Linked DNA regions of Rattus norvegicus: region 1 is linked to region 2. Evidence: chromatin contacts called from public Hi-C data. All regions are on one chromosome and are shown on one strand. Each heading gives the region's core, a stretch centred on a gene start, on an enhancer-like site or on the middle of the called end of the contact. The rest is flanking DNA. Distances are from core to core; before and after follow the strand shown.

The links. A called contact is a pair of places that touch in the nucleus more often than the background predicts.
Region 1: a Hi-C map of liver shows a contact between it and region 2, with 2.6 times the contacts expected there. The contact joins the promoter of Iqce here to the promoter of Gna12 in region 2. A contact is called at or near these places in 4 of 12 Hi-C or Micro-C datasets (Schwann cells, kidney, liver and 1 more).

Annotation. Positions count from the first base shown.
Region 1 is chr12:19,053,552-19,059,513 of GRCr8, forward strand. Iqce (IQ motif containing E) reads left to right here and starts at 3,509. Exons shown (of 23, transcript XM_221965.10): 1 at 3,509-4,026. The coding sequence starts at 3,991. It overlaps Brat1 (BRCA1-associated ATM activator 1), which reads right to left. Exons shown (of 14, transcript XM_039089962.2): 2 at 944-1,087. The coding sequence starts at 1,070.
Region 2 is chr12:18,918,200-18,923,683 of GRCr8, forward strand. It overlaps Gna12 (G protein subunit alpha 12), which reads left to right and starts at 1,430. Exons shown (of 4, transcript NM_031034.2): 1 at 1,430-1,765. The coding sequence starts at 1,463.

The DNA of each region.
Region 1 (5,962 bases), core at 2,259-4,758, 140 kb after region 2:
AACGTGCTTCAAAAGACAAGAAAAAGAACAGAAGAAGCCAAAGAAGCAATGAAGGCAGGAACTAATGACAAGACAAGGCTCATGGAACCTGTCTGAAGACAACAATCAACCAGGAGAGGGAAAACTTCCATCTGCCCAGATACTCATGCTCAAGAAAAGTCAGGACAGCGATGCTTAAAAAAAAAAAGAGCCAGGCATGATGGCAAATACCTTTAATACCAGTGCCCGAGACAGACACTGGCAGATCTCTAAGTTCCAGGCCAGCCTGGTCTACAAAATAACTTCCAGGACAGCTAGGGCTACACGGAGAAACCCTGGTTCAGGGAGGGAAAAAAAAGAGAGAGAGATACAATTCAAGTGATTAAATTAAGGTCTACCCACACAGTAAAGATGTAACTCCGGGGCTGGAGAGATGGCTCAGCAGTTAAGAGCACCCGACTACTCTTCCAGAGGTCCTGAGTTCAATTCCCAGCAACCACATGGTGGCTCACAACCATCTGTAAAGAGATCTGATGCCCTCTTCTGGTGTGTCTGAAGACAGCTACGGTGTACTTATATATAATAAATGAATAAATCTTAAAAAAAAAAAAATAGATGTAACTCCGGCTGGCCTTGAACTCAAACTGTAGCGCTGTTAAGTTCCTCTTGTCTTGGCTCTAGATGACATGTCCCACCACATCCACCCAGGGATCTAACTTCTTCAAGACAAACAAAATACAATTAAGGCAGCAAAACAACATGGGCCCTACCCTGCAAAACTCCTCGTGTGAACTGGACAGCGGAAGCCTGAAATGTGGCCAGAGTCGATGGGACTTTTAATACATGACTCCACAGTTCAGGCCAGTGCCCTAGTACTCCATCTGACTCTGATCAGCCGCAGAACCTCAAGGAAATGAAGTAAAGACACCCCATGAATGGACAGTTCTATAAGCCATGTCCTCACCTGCCTCTGTCACTGTTTTAAACCAGTCCAGTAGTTTCTCCAAGCAGGTGTCATCTGCCACCAGCTGTCTAGGATCTGCCAAAACAGCACAGAGAGCCGGGAGGAGCCTGGAGCATTCTGCGTCCATGATCAGGCCAGCAGTTCCTACAGAGGAAGCAAGAGGTCAGCCTCATATCTGGCTTGGGACACCAGCTACCCTAGGTACAGGCAGCCTTCAATGCCTGTTAGGATGGGGGAGGAGCTCGGAAAACTTCACGTGGACCAGAACTCGAGTCCACAAAGATGCTGAACTCAGTCCAGGGGAACCTGGGCAAGAGGATTGAGTCTTCGCAGATGCCCTGTGGGGTGAGGACAGATTAATCGGAGCCACAAGGGCCTTTGGTGTCTAAGTCTGTTAATTTAGGGGCTTGATGGATTGGGGTAAGGGAGTGCAGCTGCCTATTAACTTAGCTGCGAGGAGAACAGTCAGGGGATAAGCCAGGTGTGCAGGAGACTGTTCATCCAGGCACCTTATCCCAATATCTGTTCTCGACATCCATACCTCCCAAATCCGGTAAAAGGTGAGCTCTTCAAGACTGCGAGTTAGCCTGGGGCTCTAATCCCGACCCCCGCATCCCTCCGCTAGGGGAACTAGGCCCAGGAGTGCAGAATGCACCACTAGGCTGCTAGGCCGAAGCTCGAACTCCGCCTTACCAGAATCCCAACCTCCGAGCGCTTCACCCGCTGTGGTTCCGGTGTCTGAGGCAAGCCCCGCCCTCGCCTCCGCAAATTCCGCTTCACGCTGGCCGAGGCCCCACCCTCCTCAGGTCCTGCCCCATTTTTTAGAGTTCGCACTACGCACCGCGAGCCCCGCCCCATAACGCAAGGCCCCGCCCCACCACGGGAATTGGCTCCACCCCACCAGCTTCAAATCTCAACCCTCCTAATTTCGCAGGCCTCAGCGAGGCCCCGCCCCCTCAGACCCCGCCCCCGACGGAAGTTCCTCTCCGCGTGGCCACAGGCTCCGCCCCTCAGTGCGGCCGATTCCTTGCCCTGCGGGAGTCTGTCTCCACAGGCCCCGCCCTAAGTCAGTACCACGTGACGGACACGGGTGGGGGGAGGGCAAAAGAGCGGAGTCGATGTGCTTGGAGACTGGTGATGACCCTGCGGTTTCGATCACTTCTAAGGTTCAAACCTGTGAACGCGTGATTTACAAACGATGTGTGCAGTTTGGGACTTTCACACTGTACTAATCTCTCGGAGCTATCGCGCCCCCGCCAGGACTCTCTATGGTACGTCCCCACGCAGGCAGTAGGCGGAACGTCTCCAAGGCGGGCTCGGTATGGGCGTGTCTACTCGCTGGGAGGCGGGGCCTCGCAGGCCTCAGGCCACGTGTCTAGGTTTTTAAGGTCCCAGGTTTCTGCTGGCCCGTCTAACTGTTGCTTTCAGTTTTCGTCTACGGTGTGGTCAGCAGCAGGCAAGACAATACGGATTACCCCAGTGCTGAAATCCTCGGTTCCTACAGCGGGTATCGCTAAACTCCGGTGTCTATAGAGTGTCAGGATCCCCCAGTCACCAAAGCCTGCATTTCTGTGGCTCTTCATAGTCCTGGTCCTCTATCCCTTCTTGCCTTCTCTCTATCCATTGCTGCTAACTCTTCACAGTTTCAGCCCTCTCTGCTAATGATAAAGATTAAAAGTAGGCCATCGGGGACTAGAGAGATGGGTAAGTGGTTAATAATCTTCCTACTCATCCAGAGGACCAGAGTTTGGTTCCCAGCCCTGAGGTCACTCTCGCACACACAAACACGTAAATTAAAAAAAAAAAAAAAAAGAATCTTTTAGGGCATGGTTCCGGAATGCCTAGCGATAACAGTAAGATAAAACTCATCTGCCTCAGAATTCGAACGTGCTTTAAATCAGGACTGTGAGCTCACTGGGTTCTCTCCATCTTGGTAATGGGAGACCCCAGCGTGCTGGACTTCTGCAGAATAAAACATCCTTTGCATTTACATACTATTTGAGTATGCGGTGTCATTCTTTAACAAATCATGGACCTTTACACAAGCAAGAAAAACCCTCTCAGGAGAAACCTTGTACTGAGGTTAGTGTTGCAATGCCATCCAATTAGAGAGCTGTTTACTCAAAAACTGATTGTAGGTGGGGGGGGGGGGAGTGTATCCCCTTGCAAACCTAAGGACCTGAGTTGAGTTGCCAGAATCCATGAAGGAGATGGGGTGGGGTGGAAGAACAAAATAAGAAAAGTGGGGCATGGTGGTATATATTTGTAACCCCAACAATGAGGAGATGACCCTCCCCCCAAGACAAATGTCAGTATTTGCACCTGTCACTGGCCTGCTGGGCCACCGGGGAAGTGCCCCCAACTGGCCTGGGTAGGAAAAGCCACAGGGTTCTGGAGAGTTCAGAGGGGCTTGTGATAGCAAACCATCAGCTGAGGGTTTAAAGCAGTTGGCACTGGCCCATGGGCAGCCCTGGCGTGGACTGCCTTATCCTCAAGGTGCCAGGGAGTCACTTTGGCCCCCAACATCTCAGCTTATTTAGAGGAAAAACAAACATGTAAATAGGTTGACATGCCTAATTCTCAAATCTTGCCTGTTGTTAAGGGTGGTGCCTTACGCTCTGTCCCCTGAGTCTACTCAGCATGGTGACCCTCGGAACCTCTGCCCACTGGGCTACATAGTTGCAGCCACTGTTTGCGTAAATCCAACTGGGGCTCCTGAAGTTGGATCTGAGAGCACGGCTGGCTCCGACATAGAAAGTCAGCCTTGCCTGCGGGAGGCCATAGGTTCAATTCGTGCACCCGGCGAGACCAAAAACAGCCACAAGAGACAAGGTGCGATTGCGCAGTGCAACCCCGGGAGAGTGCATGGTTGGCCCCTCGCTCGTGCACACACTGCGCGTGCACAGGATTCGCCGGGCATCGGAGGAAGGACCACATCCGGGGCCCTGTGGCCGCGGCACGGTTGCCATGGTACCAGGTTGGCTGGCAGGCCTCCCAAGCTGAGGGCCGAGCTCGCAGGACCGCCGAGGCCGCGCAGCGCCGCCGCTATGAGCCTGGGCACCACAGATCTGACCTCGGAGACGGTAAGGAGGCCTAGGGCAGAGGGAGGAAGGGCGCACGGTGGTAGCCAGCTCCGGCAGGCCGATTGTTACCGCACAAGAGCCAGCTCCGGGCGTCGGCCTCCACCGTGCCCGCGCCCCAGCAACCTCTATCTCCCGCCTGCGCTCGCGGTGGCCACTACTTCCAGGAAGCCCCCGGGACTGCGCCCTCCGGCACGCGCTGCGGGTCTGAGGCCGCGGCCGACCGGCGATAAACTCATCTCGTAAGTGTTGCTGTAGGCTGCGGTCCAGTGACGCCCCGGAGTGATCCCGAGCAAGGGGGAAGGCCTGCCCCCACCCTCCTTCCTCGGCTAGTCCTGCACAGGTCCGAGAGGCATCTCTGGAAGAGGCGTACCTCTCACGCTCTCTGAGTGCGTGTCCAGACCCCAGTGCGTGATAGTATCAAGTGAACTTAGTGCATTACTGTGTGTGTGTGTGATGGGGACGTGGCTGTAGGACAAGTCAATAGGCTGATGTCCCCCATCTCAAAGAGAAGTAGAGAGAAGTTTGGGAAAGGTTTAGAGGCAGCGGGAACATCAAATGTAAAGACCGAAAGGCTGGGAAAGTAGCAAGCCCGAAAGCAAGCTTTTTGGAATCAGATTGAGAAGGGTACTGAGGAGGCTGGCAGGGACCTGGCCAGGGTGTAATATGACTTTCAAGGGTTCAAGGGACGCCCGTTGGAGGTTCCACAACAGGCTAATGGACCAAGCTTTTGGTCAGCGGAGAGCAGCTGGGATTTTCTACTTGTCCCTGCACTGGAGGCTTTCCAAGACCTGCCTAGTTTCGGGGGTCGGCCTCTCAACACTGCCCCCAGTAACTGCCTCATCTCTGTTTGTTTTCTGGGTGCTACCAGGGACTGAAGGAAAACCTCACGTCAGGCTAGAGTGCTACAGATGGGCCTCCGCAGCTGGGTCACTGGGGAACTCTAGACAAGCACTTTATTTCTGACTCAAAGCCCCAGCCCAAGCAAATGCTCTACCACAGAGCCACCCCCACCCCTGCCCCTCACTGGGCTCTCCCACTGAACTTATAAATTAATGAAAAAAAAAAAAAAGACAAAAATTTAAAGTCTCGAGTTGAGATTACAAAGATAGCTCATTACTCTTTCAGTTAATCCAATTAATATAAGTTGTGTTTCTCATATACATCTTCTCCCCCCCATTTTTAAAAAGAGATCATATTTCTATAGTTGTATGACTTTTACCATAAACTTTGTGGCTAGTATTTTCGATATTTTTTTTTAAATGCTCAGACACTGTATGTAGCCCAGGCTGGCCTCAAATTCAGCCTCCTCCTGCCTCAGCTTGCCAAATCCTAGGATCACAGGCTTGTACCAGGAGGTGTGTGTTTTCCAAAATTTAGCCAAGGACTGAGGAGACTGGGCTCAGTGGATAAAATGCTTGCCTGCACTTCCGAACCCACCTCAAAGTGACATGGGTAATCTTAATGCTCAGGAACGGAAGACTGGAAACCCCTGGACAAGCTAGCTAGACTAGCCACAACCGACGAGCTCTTGGGTTTAGCAAGAGAGCCTAGGTCAAGGTGGAAAGGGGAGAAGGAAGACAGTCTTTCAGACCTCCACAAGCATGCACACACACATACACAAATGAGCAAGCCAGAGCCCCGGAGCTCCGTCCCCAGCACCGTGTCAGGCAGTTCACAATTGCCCACTGGCAAGTCCACCTCCAGGGGATCCCGCGCCCTCTGCTGGCATCCACAGGCATAAAGTTTACATGCTTTAAATAGAAAGCACAGAATTAAAAGGATGTGTGCAAAACTGCTCTGCTCCTCGAGGAGATGGGCAGAGGCTCCGCATCCTTTGAATGGAAACTCGGGTGCTCAAAATAGTGAAAACCAGCTTGGTTCATTTGACTTGAGAACTCTTACCAAAGACATACAGTTGACCTGAGAACCCACCATA
Region 2 (5,484 bases), core at 180-2,679:
AACTCTGCCTCAAACAAAGTGGAAGGCAAGAGCCAACACCAAGGTTGTCTTCTGTTTGTAATGGAAAAATGGGGTCTGGAACAGGTAACACTTACTGGAAAAAAAATTTTTTTTTGAGACAGAGTCAGACTTTAGTTCAAGCTGGCCTCAAATTCCATATTTTCCTGTCTTGGGATCTCCAATACTAGGATTATATCACACAAGCCTGACCTCCTCTGACAGCATCTCTCTAGCCAAGATGACAAGAGTTACTATGTAGCCCTGGCTGGCTTCAAACTCATTTCAGTTCTCTTGCTTCTGTGGTGATTCTCCCTGAAGCACCAACACCCTTCAGACACCACGCTTTAGACCACTATGCACATCAAACTGCCTATGAGTGATTATGACAAACATGGGTGTGTGTGTGTGTGTGCGCGCGCGCGCGCACATACATGCAAAGACCAAGAGGTGGCTCTACTGCCTCCCCTCTGTAACATTTCAAATAGCTTCTCTCACTGAACCTTAAGCTTATCATTTACCTGCCCAGCAAGTTACTGGAATTGGTCTTTATCTTGGCTTCTCCAAAGCTGCGGTTACAGGCACAACTGGGAATTTGAACTCACGTCCTCACGCTTTCACAGAAAATGTCCTTTCCCACTGAACTATCTCCTCTTAATCACATTTTAAGAAAGTGCCTAGGGAAGCCCATACAACTTTGTTTTGTTTGTTTGTTTGTTTGTTTTCTTCTTAGTTGGGGCCCATGTAACACTCAAAGAAGCTTTTGTTTGAAAATTATGACCCACCCTGCTCCAATGTTATTGGAAGGAAAACGGCTTCGCTTTTCCCCTAAACTTAAGAGCAGGAGGACCTCATCACTATTTCCAAACTTTGCAGCCACGTCTAGGGCTCAGAGCCCGACCAACCTGGGAATCAAGGCAGAAAGTCACTCTGTACACCTGGCACTTTTGGTCACGCCCCGTTTTCCACAATTTCCAATCCCAAGCGCAGTTAGTGTGATTGACAGGCAGGCAGGGCACTTGTAATTGGCCGCGGAGGGCTGCAGCTCCTCCTTCCCAATGGCCCCACCTCCCTTTCATTCTGAAAGAAAGAAGCTCGCTCGGCAGTCCAATGAGAAGCTCCCTAACCGCAAAGATCCCGCCTCTTTCGGCGCCGGCTCCGCCCCAAGGACCATAGGAGTGCCCGCCTCCTCCAAAGCACGCTTGTCCAATAAAAAGGTGCGCTCCACAAGATAGACGACTTCTCAACCAATAAAAGAGTTTTTGCGAGGCACCGCCCCGCCCTCCGCGCCTTCCCCTCCGCCCCTCAGCGGGCCTGGCGAGTGAGGGCCTCGGGGCGGCGGCGGCGGACGCAGCCTGAGGGAGCGGCGGGCGGGGCGGCGCCTGGCCCGGCAGGGCCGCGCCGGCTGAGGGGCGTCCATGGCGCGCGGGCCCCGGCGGGGCGCGGCCGCGGCCTGAGGGCGGTCATGTCCGGGGTGGTGCGGACCCTCAGCCGCTGCTTGCTGCCGGCCGAGGCCGGAGCCCGCGAGCGCAGGGCGGGCGCGGCGCGCGACGCGGAACGCGAGGCCCGACGGCGCAGCCGCGACATCGACGCGCTGCTGGCCCGCGAGCGGCGCGCGGTGCGGCGGCTGGTCAAGATCTTGCTGCTGGGCGCCGGCGAGAGCGGCAAGTCCACCTTCCTCAAGCAGATGCGCATCATCCACGGCCGGGAGTTCGACCAGAAGGCGCTGCTGGAGTTCCGCGACACCATCTTCGACAACATCCTTAAGGTGACGCGCGGCCCCGCCCACACACACCTGGTCCAGGTGGAGCGCGGGCCCCGCCCCTTTTGTCCTCCACGGACCGGCGACCCTGCCACCGGGCGCCCCTCCCTTCCAATAGGGACCTCAAGCCACGCCAGCCGGGGTTACTCCAATGACCTCCAGGGGCGCGATTGGTTTGCAAAGCCCTGGACGCTTGGGGACCGTGGGAATGCAAGCTGAACCACTCTCACGTTTGGGTTCCGAATGGGGTGTTAGGGCTGGACACGTGGATTGAGGGTCACCAACTCTCCTTGTCCCTCCAGCATGCAAACGTTATAGTGTAGATTGGACATCGGTCTTCTTTTTTTATTTGTAAATGAGAATTGACCATTTTATTGGTTATTTTTTTTCGACAAATTCTCTCATATATCCCAGGTTGGCCTTGAACTCAACGTGTAGCTTGTAGGATGACCTTGAACTCCTGATCTTTTCTCTACTTCTCAAATACTGGAATTATGGGGGAGGGGGGCGCTGTGTCACTATACTTTGTTCATGGAGTGCTGAGGATTGAATCCACGACTTCATGCGTGTTAGGTAGGACATTACTAACTAAAAACTGCGTTGCCAATGTTTGTTTTGTATTTTTGAGACAAGGCGTCATGAATGACCTTATCCTCCCAGTGGTAGGATTACAAGCAGTACTTTGTTCTTTAAACTTTTTAGTACGGTGAGTTAATTTATACACCAAGTTGGAGGAGATGTTAGGAGGAGCTGTGAGACACCCACCACCCAACTTTAAAACAAGGGTCAATTCTATGCCAATCTCGTTCACCCCTGCCCACCCCTCGCACCCCAGCCCCACCTTGGTCTCCAAGTTAATTCTAGATACATAGTTGTATTAGAAAACATTTTGGTGTGTGACACTAAACCTGCTTTAAAAGCATATGCACAGGACCATTATGGAACTAAATTTAAAAAAAAAAAAGGGGGCCTAGGGACGTGGTTCAGTGGTCAAGCACCAGTCTAACTCTCGTTCAACCTCCACACTGCAAAGCATAAAAACAAAGAACTAAACTCCTGTAATTAAGGGTCCACATTTCCTTCATTGTTTCGTAGTTGTTGTGTCTTTGAACCGGATACAGTAATCCTCATATGGTGATGAACTCAAGGTCCTGTCCCTTGTGCCCTTTATACTGTGTGCCATACCTGTCAACAGTCATATTGACAGAGACTAGGACCAGTTTTGCAGGAGGGTCCAAAGAGAGCTTTGGAGAGCTGGGCGTAGCTCTGCTGGGCCTGTAGCTGTTGGACTCTACCAACATGCACACGGCCCTGGGTTGAATGCCGAATAAACTGGTCAAGGTGGCATACTCCTGTAATTCCAACACCGTGGAGGTAGAGGCAGGAGGATCTAAGTTCAAGGCTTAGCTACAAAGAAGGTTTGAGGCTAGCCTGGACTACTTAACACAGGAAGGAAGATGTAGGCAAAGTCTAGACACAGAATCTGTTCTGCTCCTAGATTAGCTTCCTCGTGAAGTTTCTCATCTCTCGGATAGAGAGATTTGTCATATCAGAAAATCTACTACGAGACTAGATTTTACAGGGCCTGATGGGTTTTTAAGTTAGCAAGGGGACGCAGAAGCCCATCTGGGACACGTCTTTCTGTTCGGCCTTGAGAAACCTTGGTGTAGGGCGGTTGGGCTGGGATCCTGGGAGCCAGACTTCCGGGCCAACACTCCCACACTCAACATGTTTGTTACTAAATATTTCATTTTAATACAAGTGGCTCCTCTGGGTTCAAGATGGGAAGAAAAATCATATGGAGGGATAAATCACACATCTCACCTTTCAGAACCTCAGGGAAGCAGAAGTTCATAAACATTAAGGCAGGCACCTTAAAGGGATAGGCCTAGTCGTTCAGAATTTCCCGCATCTTCAAGGGTATTGTAAAACACACTTGACCGTCATTTGGGGCCTGTTTTTCAACATCTCCTCTAAGGAACCTGGCTTTATTTTTGCAGCTTTTCTGAACCCCAGAAACAGGGAGGCTTGGAGGGCTCAGTTTCTTTCAACTTGGGAGGCAGAAAAATATCTTTAGGAACTCAGATCTCAAGTCTACTCTGCTCTGTTAAGTGCATTTTAGAGAAGTCAGTGTCTCCTTCCTGTGCTCATCAGTACTTTCTTTTCTTTTCTTTTTTTTTTTTTTTTTTTTTTTTTGGTTCTTTTTTTTTTGGAGCTGGGGATCGAACCCAGGGCCTTGCGCTTCCTAGGCAAGCGCTCTACCACTCATCAGCACTTTCTTTTCCTGGCTTCCTCTGTGATTTTGTTGAAGATATTTTCCGCATCTTCTTTTATTCCTATTCTTAAATTTGGTCTTTTTATCCTGTCCCAGATTTCTTGGTGTTTTGTGTCATGAATCTTTTAGATTTAGCATTTTCTTTGACACAAAACCTCTTCCCGGGGTTTCCCATCCCCAGGATTCCCTCAGTTTGTTTTCTTTATTGTTTCTATTTCCATTTTCAGTTCTTACACAGTTTAATGTCCTTCACCGGTTTGATTGTATTTTCCTTAAGGGATTTATTTATTTCTTCTCTGAAGGCCTCTGTCATCTTTATAAGATTGGATTTAAGGTCACCGTCTTGTACTTTGGCTGTGCTAGGATACCCAGGACTTGCTGTAGTGGGACAGCTGTGCCCTGGTGGTGCCATGTTGCCCTGGCTCTTGTTACTGTGTTCTTACACTGTCCTTTACCCATCTGGTTGTCCCTGGTGCTGGCTGGATGTTCTCGATGCCAGCAGGGCTCCTCCGGGAGGCAGGCAGAGCCTGAGAGTGGGTATCAGGAAACAGGACACTGCTCACCTCTGCTGGCTGTGTCCCAAGTGGACCTGGCAGGCAGGGGATTAGCGGGGAGGGTTCTAAACTGGATGTTCTTCCCCGTCCCCCTCAGACCTTGGGGTGGGGAGCAGGACAGCAGGGAAAGCCATGAGCCAAACAATCATTTCCTGGCTTCCTTAGCAACAGAAGCAAGACTTGTTAATAAGGAATCTGCTTGTTTGGTTTTATACAATGCCGTTCTTTGAACCAGATTTTTTTTTTTTAGTAGTAGTAATTTAAAATTTTTTTAGTCCTTTACAATTCCATACATGTATAAGATGTCTTTTGGTTATTTTCAAACCCTATCACTCACTTCCATTTCCCTCCTAGTCTCACTGAGCCCCTTCTTCTAACAAGTTCTCCGTCTACTTTTTCTTCCTGACTAGTCTACTTATTATTCTGTATTGAATGTGTTTTATCTGCTGTAACTTGTTAGAAATTCATTTTCCAACTTTAAACCCCTCCCATTCCCTGGCCATCTCTCTCTATCCTGGCAGTGTCACTTAGTTTGCCCAATTCTATCATTTTGTCATCTCAAGGATACTGTATAGGAGCTGAGGAAATGGTTCAGTGGGTAAGGGCACTTGTTTTGCAAGCAGGGATCCTGAATTCCCATCCCCAGCAGCCATGTAAAAATGGGCAGGGCCTGTAACCCCAGCATTGAGGCTCCAGAGACGGATGTGGCTTGCTTGGCAGCTAGCCTGGCAGAAATGAGCTTCCAGTTCAGTGAGAGACCCTTTTTTAAGACAAAATGTGATAGAGGGAAATACCTGATGTCCTGTTCTGGCCTCTGTGTGCACACACTCATGTGCCTGCTCTACACACCACACATAACATTCTATAAACGGAATTTGCAGAGTGGGCTTTTGGAG